2 separate regions of the Urocitellus parryii genome follow, and region 2 is linked to region 1. The links are chromatin contacts, called in public Hi-C maps. All regions are on one chromosome and are shown on one strand. Each heading gives the region's core, a stretch centred on a gene start, on an enhancer-like site or on the middle of the called end of the contact. The rest is flanking DNA. Distances are from core to core; before and after follow the strand shown.

Region 1 (2,743 bases), core at 152-2,651:
TTCAAAGACAGCCTTCAGTAATTTGCCAGGCCCTAAGCAATTTAGCAACACCCTGTCTCAAAATAAAAAGGCCTCGGGAGTACCTTAGTGGTAAAGCACCCCTGGGTTCATTCTCCAATACCCAAAAATGAAACCCCCCAAACAAACAAAAAATTGCATTAGATTCCCAGATCTGTTGCAAACTACTGGTAGTGTTACCATCTAGGAGTCCTGGGTTCCTTGTCTCCCTTCAGCAAAGACTTGAAGAACAGAACACAGAGACAGCAAGCAAGAAGCAGCTATAGCAAAAGTGACAGAGACAGACTTATCTGAAGAGAAGAGGCCAGGGAGCTGGGAACCCAGTGGGGGAGTTTTGGTCCATTCTTTTTACTGTTTCCGAATTTTCTCTTCTCTCCTCCTTGTCCTCTCTGTCCTCAACATTAATGATTGGTGCCCCTTCTGTCCACATATCTGTTTTAGTTTTTTATATTGGATCCCCACTTAGTAGCAGGAATACATAAGGGTCTGTCTGATTGGGTCCTTTGCTTGTGTCCTTGAGCACTTTCCTCATCCAGGAAGTTGACATCATCAAAAGACCCTCACCATGCTCCTTTGTTCTGGCTCTGCCTCAACCTCCTCACTGGCCATCTTTGCTTTTTGAAGGACATAATGATTGCTTAGAAATTTTAGCTTATTCCTCTTGAAAGATGTTTTTAGGGTTAGTCATACGTTTAAATAATTTTCACTATTGTGTATACAAGTAAATACAATAAATTGGTTTCTTAGGGGTTCTTCAAATTTACTGTCCAACTCAATTTTTCAATTGTTGATGCACATACTTTGTGTAGGTTTTTATTTTAATAACACGTCAAATTCAACTTTGTTCAAATATCATTTCGATAATCAATGAATATGAAACAGTACTGAGGGTCCCCCCTCTTTTTTCAAGGTTCTATAGGATCGAGAATCTGTGTTCTCCCTAGCTGCACATTTCTTTAGATGCCCTCTGCACCTGCCTCTTGGCTATCACATGGCAGACTGCTGCCCTCCTGCACACGCGTTTTTTTTTTTTTAAATATTTATGTTTTAGTTACAGGTGGACACAATATCTTTTTTATTTTTATGCGGTGCTGAGGCTCGAACCCAGGGCATCACGTGTGCCAGGCAAGCGCTCTGCCTGAGCCACAACCCCAGCTCTGCACACGCTTTTTAACACGTTTTCTTTTTTCTATTTTATGGAGACTGACTCATCTTTGTCTGCCAGCCCTCTCCTAGTGTTTTGAGGTAACTATAATCACGGGGGCCGAGTTCCCAGCGCCCCCGGGCAGAGCCTTCACTGGGGCCCAGCAGCGCCCGCCGCCGGGGGTGGAGCCCATGGTGACGTGGACTCGGCGGCGTGCTCCCGGAAGTGACGAACCACGTCCCGTGCGTGCGGGCGGCTGCGTCGGGCTGCAGGAGAAGATGGCGGTCTCCACAGGTCGGTTCCTGGGCCGGGCTGTCTGCTTTCCCGCTCTGACCCGGCTCTCCCCCTTCGCCCGCTCCTGGCGGCGGGGTGCTGTCCGTGTAGGAGAAGTCGGAGTGCGCTCTCTTGAACTCTGCGCTCCCCTGGAACGAAGCCTGGGACTGGGGAGGGATCGGGTGGGACCGGCGCGGATGCCAAGGGCCCGGGTCGGCCGTCGGGGGTGGTGGGTCGTGCTCGCGCGTCGGTCGCGCGCTTGTCCGGTGGCGGGGTGGCCCCCCGCGCTGGCGCAGAATCAGGGCCCTGCGGGGTGATGATGGAAGGCGCTGGGGGAAGAGAGGCGGCGAGGCCCAAGGTGGGCGGGTGTCAACCTTGGTCACCGTAGGTGGGTGGCGTTGAGAGACATCCTGGGTCGAGTTGGGAGGTCTGGTTCTCCAGGACTCTCCTTGACGTGGGTGGAGGAGAGGACGATGGCTCTTCAGAAGAAGGAGGAGAGAGGATTCTTCTTACCTGACTGAATACATACTATCCTTTTTAAAATTTTTCATTTCATTGAAGAGCTACAGTGCAAACAAAACCAGACCAAAATGAAACATAATTGAACAAGTGGTTTCTTAGATAAGCTTTGCAACTTCTCTCTGGTACTGAATGCAATGTTTGGTTTCTCAGGAATGCAGAGTTTGAAATTAAGTGTTAACATGGAGGCTCTAAATATTTGACTGTTTCAAAAATAATTAATTACAAGTGTTAGGTGTTACTGTTTAAAAGTGATAGCGCATATGACCTATTTGCTATTCTTTTTCCAAACTAGATTATAGAACTGTGATTTAATATTTCATGCCATCATTGCATAATAAAAAGAAATTTCAAATCTGTGTGCTAAAATGAAAGGATTTGAATGTGTGTCGTGATTGATACTTTTAGGGTATTACCTCAGTACATTCTGTGTCTGTTAAATCATCTTTATTATGTGTAGGTGTCATTGATGATAAAATCTAGCAATTTTAGCCTTGGAAAAATATTTCAATATTCTTGGTGTCAGTATTAACCAGCAAAGGAAGGAATATTTATTTATTTATTTTTTGGTACTGGGTAGTGAACTCAGGAACACTTAACCACTGAGCCACATCCGTAGCCCTATTTTGTATTACTTAGAGACAGGGTCTCACTGAGTTGCTTAGTGCCTGCTGAGGCTGGCTTTGAGCCTGCAATCCTACTCTCTCAGCCTCCCAAGCCCCACACTGGCCAGGAAAGATTATTTTAAAAGTGAAGGGTTTTTTTTTTCCCCTTTTAATATATTTTTTT
Region 2 (2,743 bases), core at 170-2,669, 650 kb before region 1:
GCCAAGGCCTACACACAGTAAGATGGAAAGGCCTAGTTTGAGGCAGCAATGGCAAATCTCTTTTCTTGGTTGAGTCTCAGTAGTCTCAAACCCAAAATAGTTTTAGTATCTGGTTTATATTGGGAAGTGCTGATAGTATTAGTATAACAACAATGTCATGCTAAAGCTAACACTTTTTTCTTTCATTTTTTAAAACTATTTTAGAGTGAGTACTATATAAAAGGATTTCAAACAGGAGATAATGAAGAATGAGGACCAGGCAAAAAGATGGAGAGTGTGAAACACCACCAAAGAATGTCTTCTTTGAGGTATACGAAAAAGTGCTTTTAAAGCAGACTAAACTCCATTTCTGCATATTTTTAAAAATATAACTTTTTAAATTTTTATTCATTCTTTTTATATATACATGATAGTACCGTGTATTTTGACATACAGATCATATTTTGACATATTATTATACATATATACTTGTAATTAGGATCCCATTCTTGTGGTTGTGCATGATGTGGAGTTTCACTGGTGGCATATTCACATAGGAACATAGGGAAGTTATGTCCCATTTGAGAATACAACTTTGTAAGAATCCTTTCCTCCTCCCTAGGCAGACACTTTCTCAATTTTTAAAAATTATCAATTTAGTTTTTTCTACAACGAATAACTTCTTTACAGAATCTTCCTATTCAGACTTTAAACAAACCTAATTTTGTTTTTACTCAGTCCCAGGCCTCCTTCCCATTGTGTTTAGTTTCAAGACTATTTCTGAAAGTGTTGAGACACCAGTATATTCACTTCTAGAGGGATCCCTGGAACAGCATCTGGGAACTTGTTAGAAATCTACAAGTTCTATGGCCATATGCCAGACCTACAGGACTCGGGAAATCCAGAGGCCCGTGTTTTAACAAGTCTCTTTGATTTTGACGTCTCATAAATTGAAGATTCTCTACTCTTTAATATTTGGAAGTTGTTTCTTTCCCTCGCCCCAATATATCGGGAAATAACACCCCCCAATACACTAACAGCTACAGCTGCTCCTTAAGAATGATTATTCAAGGCACAGCTTACTTGGGGTTTTCATTTTATGTTTACTTAAGGTTAGTTTGGGCCAGACAACACAATTCGTAAGTCAACACTGCACGATCCTGTCTGCAAGCTCTCTTCTAAGAAACCCAACGGTGAGCGCAGCGGTTCGCCAACGACGGGCTCCAGACGCTTCGGACTCAGAGCCGGGAAAGAAGTTCGAGAAGCAGCGCCGCCAACGCTTCCCCCTCCCGAAATAAAGTACCCCTGCCGGACGCCCAGTAGCTCCCCGGAAAGCGCCGGGACGCCAGGAAGCCCCGCCCTGCGCTCGAACGCCCACCAATCGCAGCGCGCAGTGAGGCGTGCCGACTGGGAATCTGCGCGCGCGCGTTCGGGGGGGCGGTACCAGCGAGAGGAGGGAGGCGGCGCGCGTGGAGATGCCTCGCGGCGGCGGCCGCCCTCGCAGTCATAAGGTGCGCGGTGGGGCGGGAGTTGAGACCGTGCGGTTTCGCGTGTGGCTAGGGGGAAGCGCTGGCCCGCGGTGGCAGCTCGGTTTAGTCCTCAGCAGGCGTGAACGCCGGTTGGTTGGGCTAGAGGGTGGGCGCTGTGGCTGGCGGGCACTCCAGCCTGCGAGCTGGAGCCCGGGCGAGGCCGCGGCGGGCGGGTCTGCGTGCGGGTGCTGCTGCCGCCGCCCCCAAGTCGCTCTTCTGCCCGGATTGTGTGCGCTACTCCTGTTGTGGGAAAGGCGAGGGTGGCAGCGGTGGGCGTGACGGAGTGGGCTTCTGGGGCTTGAGTTGGGAACTAGTGAGTGAGATATATTCTTCCTCGCTGGTGTCTAGAAGTTCTTTTTAATTTTTTTTTTTTTGATTCATTCCTATAACGAACGCACCAAGACAGCAGTGGATATCGGCATGCCTCTGCCAGTTTTTCGTGTTGCTACTTTTCTTGTCGTTCCTAAATTTCCTCTGAAACTTTCTCTTTCTGCCAGTGGGAGAGGAATCTGGAGTTAAGTGCTTCCAGTCTGTATTCCAGCACCCTGCACAGTTTGTAGGCACGAAGTAGGTGTGTAGCAACTATGTAACAGGCACGATATGTGAAATGATTGCAACTGCATTCATGAGGACATCATTTTTATTCTATCAGTTGTGGTGGTCATAGTGTTGATTTTTTGCCACCTGCTTGTATTTCTTTTGGAGTGTCCCTGATGTTGCTACCCTAATCTTTTTAGTCTTTACAACTGCTCATTTATTTCCCTTTGCTGTCTTCCTGCCATGTTCTATATTTTATTTTATTTTGCCAAACTGGGGAGGGAGGAGCTACATTCCCAATCCTTTTTATTTTTTTATTTTGACATAGGGTCTTAGTTGCCTAGGCTAGTGTGTGTAATTTGCTTCAGCCTCCAGTACTTGGGATTGTAGGCCTGCACCACTACACCCAGCCACTAGCCACATTTCAAATGCACAGTAACTACATGTTGTCAGAGGCTTCTGGGTATCCAGCACAATACAAAACATTTATGTCATTGCAGCAAGTTCTGTTAGGTATCACTGGTGTACACTATTTGAAATGGTATTCTCTAAAAGCCAAAGATTTTCTAATTGCCATCATTTATTCAGATTTTCAAGACATATAAAACTTGATGGTATTGGTTTTAGAGAATAGGAACATTCTGAGATACAAAAAAGGAGAGCTCAATTTGGGGGAGATTGGCTGATTTTCATAGCAG

What was found. A called contact is a pair of places that touch in the nucleus more often than the background predicts.
Region 2: a Hi-C map of muscle shows a contact between it and region 1, with 2.6 times the contacts expected there. The contact joins the promoter of Spidr here to the promoter of Ube2v2 in region 1. A contact is called at or near these places in 2 of 2 Hi-C or Micro-C datasets (liver and muscle).

What each region holds. Positions count from the first base shown.
Region 1 is chr7:80,789,652-80,792,394 of mUroPar1.hap1, reverse strand. Ube2v2 (ubiquitin conjugating enzyme E2 V2) reads left to right here and starts at 1,401. Exons shown (of 4, transcript XM_026395189.2): 1 at 1,401-1,456. The coding sequence starts at 1,441.
Region 2 is chr7:81,443,605-81,446,347 of mUroPar1.hap1, reverse strand. Spidr (scaffold protein involved in DNA repair) reads left to right here and starts at 1,419. Exons shown (of 20, transcript XM_026395186.2): 1 at 1,419-1,490. The coding sequence starts at 1,455.